Linked DNA regions of Macaca mulatta: region 2 is linked to region 1. A link is a contact called in public Hi-C data. All regions are on one chromosome and are shown on one strand. The core of a region is the stretch at or near the end of the contact, and the rest is flanking DNA. Distances in the headings are between cores, read along the strand shown. Region 1 overlaps TTLL4 (tubulin tyrosine ligase like 4). Region 2 has its middle 13 kb from the start of WNT6.

Evidence for each region. A called contact is a pair of places that touch in the nucleus more often than the background predicts.
Region 2: a Hi-C map of blood shows a contact between it and region 1, with 6 times the contacts expected there. The contact joins two enhancer-like sites. A contact is called at or near these places in 9 of 14 Hi-C or Micro-C datasets (CD4 T cells, blood, cortical neurons and 5 more).

What each region holds. Positions count from the first base shown.
Region 1 is chr12:123,969,799-123,975,741 of T2T-MMU8v2.0, reverse strand. TTLL4 (tubulin tyrosine ligase like 4) reads right to left here. Exons shown (of 20, transcript XM_077957616.1): 2 at 4,004-4,094. Among named protein-coding and RNA genes, the nearest start is that of TTLL4, 22 kb to the right of the region's middle. Within about 2 kb of position 2,856, at least 4 of the 40 cell types and tissues checked have an H3K27ac peak or open chromatin away from gene starts, as enhancers often do.
Region 2 is chr12:124,087,585-124,093,527 of T2T-MMU8v2.0, reverse strand. No RefSeq gene overlaps it. Among named protein-coding and RNA genes, the nearest start is that of WNT6, 13 kb to the left of the region's middle. Within about 2 kb of position 2,932, at least 3 of the 40 cell types and tissues checked have an H3K27ac peak or open chromatin away from gene starts, as enhancers often do.

The DNA of each region.
Region 1 (5,943 bases), core at 1,607-4,106:
CATGCCACCATCACTGCTCACAGAACATTAGCTTCAATAATGAACTAACTCATCAGACTAGGAGCAAGGAGCACATTCTCCTCCAGCTGATGTCCCCAACACAGTAACTGATACACAGGAAGTGCTCAATATTCTGTTGAGTAAACAAACTGGAAAAGCACAGTAAATGAAGGGGAAACAAACTCGAATACTAGTTTGGGCACCTAATGAATGTCTGGTACCATGCTAGGCATTTTATTCATATTATTTCATTTAATCCTAAAAAAAACCTTACATTCACTTTACTGATGATGAATCCAAGACTCAGAAAAGTTAAGTAACTTTTCTATAATTAAATAACCAATAAGTAGTAATGCCTAGATTAAAACTCAAATCTGTCTGAGTCTACAGTGCCTATTAAATGGAATGAAACACATACTTAGACTCTATCCCCTCCATTATCTCTAATCTTTAGGTACGAGACAAAAGCCAGGCTGGAAACACTCCTCCATGTTTATACCAAGGCCCTTTGTGGAAAATCTCTAAAAGCACATCACTGACTTTTCATCATCACCACAGCCGATCAGTCCCCCTCTCCCTTGTAGCCACAGGCACCCACTGCACAACACTTCCTTTTGCACACACTGCTCAATGTTTGCCTTGCTACATCCCACCACATGAACCCTCAGTGCCAAACACAAGAACACAAGTAGCCCAACACCTAGCTGGTTTGGCTTTTAATCCAAAAGAGGAAGAGGGAGGCCAAGAATACACGCCTACCCTCCTCAGAAGCTGCAGGTGGCCTGCTCCCAGATAAAGTGTTAAACAACACACCTGGGCAGGTACTAGAGTAGCGTGAATTCTCTTCTCTCTAAGGTATTCCAGATCTCATATCTCTGCAATAGTCATTTCCCACTTCTTGTCTCCTCTCATAGTCCCTATATGGTTTGCATTTGTGTCCCCACCAAATCTCATGTTGAGTTGTAATCCCCAACACTGGAGGAGGTGACTGGATCATGGAGGCGGATTTCCCCCTTGCTGTTCTCATGATAGTGAGTTCTCGTGAGATCTGGTTGTTTAAAAGTGTATAGCACTGCCCCACTTTCTCTCTCTCCTGCTCCGGCCATGTGAAGACATGCCTGCTTCCCCTTTCACCACGACTAAATGTTTCCTGAGGCCTCTGCAGCCATGCTACCCATACAGCCTGCAGAACCATGAGCCAATTAAACCTCTTTTCTTTATAAATCACCCAGTCTCAGGTATTTATTTATAGCAGTACTAGAATGAATACAGTCCTCACAATGTGTAGTATAGCAAGTTGGAGAAGGGCCACCTGTCTTCCTAAAGAAATATGTCTGGACTCAAGGGCCAACAAGCAGGTGAGAGGACGTTTCTGTAACTCTCTTTCTGGGAAATACTTCCAAAGCTAGTTAAGAGATACCCAGGGTTGGATAAGATGGCTGTGTTAGGAATTGCCAAGCAAAGACAAATTTGTTGCATCTGCAGAGAGTAACTTCAAGAATGCCAAGTAAACAGTATCACTCACAACAGTATCAAATACAAATGCTGCAACCTAGTTTCAGTGTTTGAGGTTCAGTAGTGTCACTTTAAGACAAGGAAATGATGGTTGCTAAAAACAACTTCCTTCCTTCTCTTTATAGAGATTCTTAATGAGATCAAAACCTCAAATGGTTGGGAAGCAGAGGCCTAACTAAAGCATTCAGGCAGCCTGGGTCCCAGACCCCCAATCACTGCCACAGGTCATCTTTTCCAGTATCCTGCCCACTGCTTTAAAGGAATGCAAGTGACAAACTTTAAAAAGCTTCTGAAGGCCCAAAGTCTAAGAAGTGAAGGAAGTTGGCCGGGCACGGTGGCTCAAGCCTGTAATCCCAGCACTTTGGGAGGCCGAGATGGGCGGATCACGAGGTCAGGAGATCAGGACCATCCTGGCTAACAAAGTGTAACCCCGTCTCTACTAAAAAATACCAAAAAATAAAAATAAAAACTAGCTGGGCGAGGTGGCGGGCGCCTGTAGTCCCAGCTACTTGGGAGGCTGAGGCAGGAGAATGGCGTAAACCCGGGAGACGGAGCTTGCAGTGAGCTGAGATCCGGCCACTGCACTCCAGCCTGCACGACAGAGTGAGACTCCGTCTCAAAAAAAAAAAAAAAAAGAAGTGAAGGAAGTGAGAACCTTGTTTCAAAAGCTAACATAGTGAGTTCTGCCATAAAGCCAAAGTCCAGAGAGGCAAATAATGTCTGGCACCCAGACCCTACCGACAGAACATACTTAGAGGGCAATTTTCAGCAAAGTCATCAAACCTATTCCCTGTGATATACTCTGGGCTCCTAAGATGACGTCTGGGAGACCTTTCTGCCAGTGTCCCTTATATTTCTAAGTGTTCTGTGATAATGCACACTTTGTGTATATATGCGCCTCTAGGGTCCAAAAAGCAGACTGCTCATCTCCCAGGAAGTATTTTAGGAAGAAACATCAAAAGAAAGATAACAGGAGAAAAGGTATTTATATATGTAGAAACCTATGTACTGGCTACTAATGGAAGCCCATTTCAAAAACTCCCAACTTAAACAAAGCTAAACTTATAAAGAGTAATTGCTGACTACGTAAATTACAAAGGATTAACTACATATTTATACTACTTAAAGATAACTCAAGGCATTCATCCTTACTCTCTGTTACTAAGTCCAAAGGATCCACCATCAGCTGACCCTCCAATCAGCAGCTTGCAAGGAACTTACTTTAGGGGCCAATAAATTGACCTCACCTGAAAAATAATATTTTGAATAATCTAACATTTTATGGAGCAATGATCTAATGTGTTTCTTGTTCCTACACATGATCCCTAGGGAGCAGGAGGGCTTAACGGGCAAACAGCTTATAAACACTAAGCTATAGCCGGCAGAGTTCAACTTTAGAAGAAAACAAGCCTATTTCTGTAGCTAAGTTCCTCAATCTAGGTCCTCCTCACAGTCAGGCTACATGAGCAGCTACCACCTCGTGGTGACTCATGACAATCAGAGCACAGATCAGTAGTGAATCACATGCAACTCTGAAACAGAATAGCTGGAAGGTTGGGGGAAAGACAAGAGAGAGGAAGTACCACACCCCCATTGAGTAGTTGTGGGAGGTGAAGTTACAAATTCACATAAAGCACATAAAAAGCACAGGGGCTCCCAGTAAACATTTGCAGCATGGTAGTTACAACTCTCATTCTCACTGGCTCCAAATGATCTATCTCCCCTCTGCCCCTTCATAAGCTGTGATGAAGGTGGAAAAATACAAGGAATAGGCAACAATTATTCCACTACAAAACTTCAGCTAGGACAGGTAATGTTCTTTTGTAAAAGATAACTGTCTTGCTATTTGGGAGCTTTTGTGATTTTTTTTTTTTTTTTTAAACAGTCTCACTCTGTTGCCCAGGCTGGAGTGTAGTGGTGCAATCTCGGCTCACTGCAACCTCCACCTCCTAGGTTCAAGCAATTCTCCTGCCTCAGCCTTCCAAGTAGCTGGGATTACAGACACCCGCCACCACGCCTGGCTAATTTTTGTATTTTTAGTAGAGACGGGGTTTCACTATGTTGACTAGGCTGGTCTTGAACTCCTGACCTCAAGTGATCCACCCACCTCAGCCTCCCAAAGTGCTGGGATTACAGGTGTGAGCCAACATGCCCAGCTGATTTCTTTTTTTTTTTTTTTTGGACAAGGTCTCCCTCTGTCACCAAGGCTGGAGTGCAGTGGTGCAGTCATAACTTACTGCAGCCTAGGACTCCTGGGCTCAAACAACCTGCCCACCTCAGTCTCCTGAGTAGCTAGGACTACAGGTGCACATCACCATGCCTAGCTATTTTTTACTTTATTTTATTTTTATAGCAATAGAGTTCCACTATGTTGCCCAGGCTGGTCTCAAACTCCTGTCCTCAAATGATCCTCCTGCCTTAGCCTCCCAAAGTTCTGGGATTATAGGCATGAGCCACCACACCCAGCAGAAACTATTTTAAATGTTACCTGTTAATAAAAGCAGCCAGAGCTCCTTGAAAAATGGCTGATTACAGGGTTAGGGCAGGGAGAGCAGGAGACGGGCCTGGAATATTTTGTGCTGCCAAAAAGTAAGGAAGTGGTCAAAATTTGATAGAGACATGTCAAAAGACCATAGATACAGGTAACATCATACTTAATAGTGAATTATGAGATGCTTTTCCTCTAGGATTAGGAATAAAATAAGACAAAGGATGTCTACTCTCTCCATTTCTTTTTTATTTTATTTATTTATTTACTTTGACATGGTGTCTCGCTCTGTTGTCCAGGCTGGAGTGCAGTGGCACAATCTCAGCTCACTGCAACCTCCGCCTCCCGGGTTCAAGTGGTTCTTCTGCCTCAGCCTCCCGAGTAGCTGGGACTACACGCATGTGCCACCATACCCAGCTAATTTTTTTTTCTTTCTTTCTTTCTTTTTTTTTTTTTTTGTATTTTTAGTAGAGACGGGGTTTCACCATATTGGCCAGGCTGGTCCTGAACTCCTGACCTCGTGATCTGCCCGCCTCGGCCTCCCAAAGTGCTGGAATTACAGGCATGAGCCACCATGCCCGGCCTCCATTTCTATTAGACCCTATACTAGAACTTCTAAGCAGTGTGACATGGCAAGAAAAAGAAATCAAAGATATACAGATTGGAAAGGAAGAAGTAAAACTGTCATTATTTGTAGGACATATGATCTTGTACATAGAAAATCCTGGCTGGGCACACTGGCTCACACCTGTAATCCCAATACTTTGGGAAGATGAAATAGAAGGATCACTTAAGACCATGAGTTTGAGAACAGCGTGAACAATATAGGGAGACATCATCTCTACAAAAAATTTTAAAAATTAGCATAAGCCTATAGCCCCAGCTACTTAGGAGGTTGAAGTGGGAGGATCACTTGAGCCTGGGAGGTTGAGGCTGCAATGAGCCATGATTGCACCACTGCACTTCAGCCTGGGTGATAGAATAAGACCCTGTCTTAAAAAAAAAAAAAAAAGAGAGAGAGAAAATCCTAAAACATTTACCAAATAAAAAATCCTACTAGAACTAATAACCAAGTTTAGTAAGGTCACATAATACACCATCAATATACGAACATCAGTTTTAGTTCTACATACTAGCAACAAACAAACAACATGTAAAAATGAAATACACAATTCCATTCACAACAGGATCAAAAAGAGTAAAGTATCTAAGAATAGGGACTTCTGGTTCCAAAATGGCAGTATAGAAGCAAGCTGGCTTCACTTTCCCTCACAGAAAACCAAACACAAATACACAGCACCAAGATTATCACCAGCAAAATCCCAGAACTCAAATATGAAGAGGAGACAGTTCCTGGGACCACAGAGAAGGGAAAAAATTCTGACAAAGTGGTAAGAAAACTGAACTTCCACATCTGCAGCATCCCCTCCCTCAATCTTCCTGGTACCAAGGACATAGAAAACCTGCCCCCAACTCACAATTTCTAAACTGGAAAAAGTGAGATTGAGATAGACAACCAGGTTGGGTGCACTGGCTCACGCCTATAATCCCAGCACTTTGGAAGGCTGAGGCGGGCAGATTACCTGAGGCCAGGAGTTTGAGACCAGCCTGGCGAACATGGCAAAACCCCATCTCTACTAAAAATACAAAAAATTAGCCGGGCATGGTGGCAGGCACCCATAATCCCAGCTACTCGGGAGGCTGAGGCAGGAGCATGGCTTGAACCTGGGAGGTGGAGGCTACAGTGAGCCAAGATCATGCCATTGCATTCCAGCCTGGGCAACAAGAACAAAACTATGTCCCCCGCCGCCAAAAAAACAACAGACCACCAGCTTCCCTGTCCATGCCTCAACCTACAGAAAGCATCAAGAGTGCCTAAAGAGAGAGAAATATCCCTGAAGACAGCCAGAAACAAAGCAAGGAGGTAGGACTATCATACT
Region 2 (5,943 bases), core at 1,683-4,182, 120 kb before region 1:
ACAGAGTCTCACTCTGTCGCCCAGGCTGGAGTATAGTGGCGTGATCTTGATTCACTATGACCTCTGCCTCCTAGGTTCAAGCGATCCTCATGCCTCAGCCTCCCAAGTAGCTGGGATTACAGGTGCCCGCCACCATGCCCTGCTAATTTTTGTGTTTTTCCTAGAGACAGGGTTTCACCATGTTGACCAGGCTGGTCTTGAACTCCTGACCTCAGGTGATCCTCCCATCTTGGCCTCCCAAAGTGCTTGGATTACAGGCGTGAGCCACTACACCTGGCCCATGATTTCTTAACTATAGCTTTGCATCATCCTACTTTTAATTTTAGAAGACAAGCAAGATCATATCAGTTGGCTTTGGAAATAAAATGTGATTGAGTTCAGCTCAACCTCTTACGAACTATGGGGCCTTGGGCAAGTAAGTTACTAAGCCTTTCTGTGCCTCAATTTCCCACAAGGATAAGAATGCCTTCCCTGCAGAGCTGTAATGAGGATGTAACAGTGATGGGAAGACACCAAGCCACTGAGCAAGGCCATTACTGAAAAATCCAGGTTCTCCTTCGTGAATAATGGTGGGTTTTTTGGGTTGGTGTTTGTTTTTGTTTTGTTTTGGGGTTTTTTTTTTTTGTTTTTTTTTGTTTGTTTGTTTGTTTTGAGTCGGAGTCTCACTCTGTCACCCAGGCTGGAGTGTAGTGGCGTGATCTTGGCTCACTGCAACCGCTGCCTCCCGGGTTCAAGCAATTCTCCTGCCTCAGCCTCCTGAATATCTGGAATTACAGACATGTGCCACCACATCTGGCTAAATTTTGTATTTTTGGTAAAGACAGGATTTCACCATGTTGGCCAGGCTGGTCTCAAGCGCCTGGCCTCAAGTGATGTGCCCGCCTCCACCTCCCAAAGTGCCAGGATTACAGGCGTGAGTCCCCATGCCCGGCCAGTAAATAATGGTTATTTTTTTTAAGTGAAGAATTCAGGATGAGGATCAAGTCTTCTCATGCTAGGTGAAGATAATGAACACTCAAAGGCAATTCTCAGGAAACCAGATGCACCTGTGCATCATTACACAGGGTAAGGATGACAAATTTACTTGGAATTTCAGGTTTAAAATAAGACCATTTAAAGAAAAACACTAAGGAAATCAAAGTCTGCTTGAGCACAGTGGCTCCCACCTGTAATCCCAGCACTTTGGGAGGCTGAGGCAGGAAAATGGCTCAAGCCCAGGAGTTTGAGACCAACCTGGGAAACATAGCCAGACCCCATCTCTAAAAAAATTTAAAAATTAGTCGGGCGTGGTGGTGGTGCATGTTTGTGGTTCCAGCTACTTGGGAGGCTGAGGTGGGAGGATCGCTTGTGCCCAGACGGTCAAGGCTGCAATGAGCTATGATCAGACCACTGCACTACAGCCTGGATGACAGAGTGAAGCACTGTCTCAAAAAATAAAATAGGGCCAGGTGCGGTGGCTCAGGCCTGTAATCCCAACATTTTGGGAGGCTGGGGCAGGTGGATCACCTGAGGTCAGGAGTTGGAGACCAACCTGATCAACATGGTGAAATCCTATCTCTACTAAAAATGCAAAAATTAGCCAGCTGTGGTGGCACACGCCTGTAATCCCAGCTACTCAGGAGGCTGAGATAGGAGAATCTCCAGAACCCAGGAAGTGGAGGTTGCAGTGAGCCGTGATCACACATTGCGCTCCAGCCTGGGCAACAAGAATGAAACTCTGTCTCGGGAAAAAAAAAAAAAAAATAGCTGGGTGTGGTCGTGGGCACTTGTAGTTCCAGCTACTCAGAAGGCTGAGATAGGAGAATCGCTTGAACCTGGGAGGCGGAGGTTGCAGGGAACCGAGACTGCGCCATTGCACTCCAGCCTGAGTGATAGAGTGAGACTCCGTCTCAAAAAATAAATAAATAAATAAATAATAAAATAAAATAAAATAATTATAGTAGTGCAGGTGGTACACAGATATGGTAAAAATACATAAAAGTGCCTACAAATAATGGCATTTGGGGACACGCAGCCTATGCCGAGGGCATTATTAAACCCATCCATGTGCAGAGGGGAGGAATGAAGCATCCCAGAGGGGGCAGCAGGGCCCACTGCTTCTGAGCACAGCAAAGGACGAGCTCAGCTGAGCATTTGCTTCTCCAGTCCAGGGGTTTCCGCCTGATTAGCTAGAAAGGCATACCGCCCCAGTGGATGACAACTCTGTGCCTTCTCCATTCCTTCCAACAATGGTGTGCTGGAAACAGTGCTGGATGAAGGGTCAGAAGGTCCAAATCCTGATCCTAGGAGATTATTTGAGTGGTTGCTGTTGTTGCTATTGTTGTTGTTGTTTGAGACAGGGTCTTACTCTGTCGCTCAGGTTGGAGTACAGTAGTGCTATCCCGGCTGACTGCGACCTCCACCTCCTGGGCCCAGGTCATCCTCCCATCTCAGCCTTCCGACTAGCTGGGGCTACAGGCGCGCTTATTTATTTATTTATTTATTTAAGAGATGGGATTTCGCTATGTTGCCCAGGCTGGTCACGAACTCCTGAGCTCGAGGGATCCGCCTGACTAGGCCTCCCAAAGTGCTGGGATTACAGGCGTGAGCCACTGCTCCCGGCCTGCTTTGATTTCTTGACCAAATCACTTCCCCACTTGCTGTCTCAGTTTCCCCATATGGCAGTGAGGAGCGGGAATCGTTGCATGTAGTTCCGACCATCTTTTAAGGATTGCCGTGAATCATCAAGCCAGCAGAGGGCGCCAGAGCCTAAGGAGCAGATTTGAGTCACTCTTCAGACCTTCCAGCGGAGGGCAGAAAAGAGCTGCGATGAGACAGGAAAATTGAGCATCAGACTGAGATTCCCTAGGGCCTGACTGGAGGTACAGCGCTGCTCAGAAGAGCTGGGCTTGGGGACAGGGCAAGGAGCCGGGTCCCAGGCCTCGTTTAGGGCAAAGCATTTTATCTCTCTGGGCTAGTAGCAATTAGAGCCCAAACCCTTGGTATTTAAAAAGTAACATTCCATTCCAGCACCACCTTCCCTCGGAGACTCCAGGGTGCGGGGGAGGGGCGTCTGGGGGTAGGGGAGTGGGGGGAGAGCTTAAGATGAGACTTTGCCTTTCACTCTCTTTCTGCTTACAAAGGTGTTTTAAAATGTCTCTTGGGGAAAAGACGTCTGGCATCATGCAAAACTATCGAATTTTACAAAAGACACAAATGCGTCATTTTTACTTCTAAGTTCAAAATGAATTTGTAATTTTACAATGTTTAAACAACACTGACTGTTAGGGCATTATTGGTAATAGCAAAACAAACATTTATTTTTTCGAAAAACTAGAGGCAACCTGAATGCCCATCAATAGATAAATAATTACACATATTATAGCAAATACTGAAAATTGGTACACATAATGACACGGTCAAGACATACTGTTAATGAGGAAACACGAACAGCTCATCCAGGATAAATCATATAAATAGGTGCTTTTCTGGAAGAAAATATAAGAAACGTACAGATTACCCTGGAACTCTGAGAAAGTGGAGATTTACTCTTCAATTTTACACTTCTCTACATTGATTTGGAATGTTCTAATAATGTACTGTTACTTTTGAAAGGTGGAAAAGAATGATCTGGTGGAAAGATTGTGGACCACATTTTCCTTATGCTCAATTTTTTTTTTTTTTTTTTTTTTTTTTTTTTTTTTTTTAGACGGAGTCTTGCTCTGTTGCCCAGGCTGGAGTGCAGTGGCGCGATCTCGGCTCACTGCCAGTTCCACCTCCTGGGTTCACGCCATTCTCCTGCCTCAGCCTACCGAGTAGCTGGAGCTACAGGCGCCCGCCACCATGCCCGGCTAATTTTTTGCATTTTTAGTAAAGACGGGGTTTCACCGTGTTAGCCAGGATGGTCTCGATCGCCTGACTTCGTGATTCACCTGCCTCGGCCTCCGAAAGTCCTGGGATTAAAGGCGTGAGCCACCCCGCCCGGCCAAAAATTTTTTTAACAATAATATTTTATTGTTTTAAATAGGTAATAGATTATAAAGTTCAACAAATCATGGCAATATAACCAAACATAGACGGAGAAATCTTGTTCCCACCGTCACCCCCATCCACTCCACTCTTTCCAGCCCTCTCCCCCCGCACCTCCTGTTAGATCCTGTGGGTAAGCACTTTTATTGTTCACGTATCCTTTCAGCGTTTCTTTATGCAGAATTTAGCAAATACAAATGTCTTTTCTGGTTCCCCCCCAACCTTTTTTTTTTTTTTTTTTTGAGACAAGGTCTCGCTCTGTCACCCAGGCTGGAGTGCAGTGGCGTGATCTCGGCTCACTGCAATCTCCACCTCCCGGGCTCAAGCGATCCTCCCACCTCAGCTTCCCGAGTCGCTGGGACTACAGATGCACACCACCATGCCTGGCTAATTTTTGTAATTTTAGTAGAGATGGGTTTTCACCATAATGCCCAGGTTGGTTGTGAACTCCCGAGCTCAAACAATTCACCCACCTCAGCCTTCCAAGGTGCTGAGATTATAGGCGTGAGCCACCGCGGCTGGCTCTTTTTTTTTTTTTTTTTTTTTTTTTAACTTTTATGGTACATCCACAGGTAAAGTGCAAGTTTGTTACATAGGTAAACTTGTATCATGGGGGTTTATTGTATAGATTTTTTCATAACCCAGATACTAAGCCTAGTACCCATTAGTTATTTTTCCTGATCCTCTCCCTCCTCCCACCCTCCACCCTCTGATAGGCCCCAGTGTATGTTGTTCCCCTCTATGAGTCCATGTGTTCTCATCATTTATCTCCCACTTATAAGTAAGAACATGTGGTATTTGGTTTCCTGTTGCTGCATTAGTCTGCTAAAGATAATGGCCTCCAGCTCCATCCATGTTCCTGAAAAGGACATGATCTCATTCTTTTTTATGGCTGCATAGTATTCCATGGTGTATATGTCCCACATTTTCTTTATCCAGTCTATCACTGATGGTCATTTAGGTTGATTCTATGTCTTTGCTATTGTGACTAGTGCCTCAATGAACATATGAGTGTGTGTGTTACATTGCTTTGGGTTTATAAAGCCAGGAACGGGATTGCTGGGTTGAATGATGGTTCTGTTTTTAGGTCTTTGAGGAATGGCCAAACTGTTTTCCACAATGGTTGAACTAATTTACACACCCACCAGCAGTATATAAGCGTTCTGCCTGCCCTTTTTTCTTTTTTTCTTTTGAGACCGAGTCTAGCTCTGTTGCCCAGGCTGGAGTGCAGTGGCGCAATCTCGGCTCACTGCAACCTCTACCTCCCAGGTTCACGCGATTCTCCTGCCTCAGCCTCCTGAGTAGCTGGGATTACAGGCACACGCCACCATGCCCGGCTACTTTTTGTATTTTTAGTAGAGACCGGGTTTCACCATGTTGGTCAGGCTGATCTTGAACTCCTAACCTCGTGATCCGCCCGCCTCTGCTTCCCAAAGTGCTAGGATTACAGGTGTGAGCCACCGCGCCCAGCCACACCCACCCTTTCTTATACAAATGTAGCATACTCTGTTACTGCTCCGCACCTTACTTTTCCCACCTAACACTATGTCCTGGATATCTTTTTTTTTTTTTTTTTTTTTTTTTTTTTTTTTTTTTTGAGACGGAGTCTCGCTCTGTCGCCCAAGCTGGAGTGCAGTGGCCGGATCTCAGCTCACTGCAAGCTCCGCCGCCCAAGTTTACGCCATTCTCCTGCCTCAGCCTCCCGAGTAGCTGGGACTACAGGCGCCCGCCACCTCGCCCGGCTAGTTTTTTGTATTTTTTAGTAGAGACGGGGTTTCACCGTGTTAGCCAGGATGGTCTTGATCTCCTGACCTCGTGATCCACCCGTCTCGGCCTCCCAAAGTGCTGGGCTGGATATCTTTCTATCTTACTAAAGAAACATCTTTTTCCATTTCCCTCTTTTCTAATGTAATTATTTCATGCTATAAATTACCC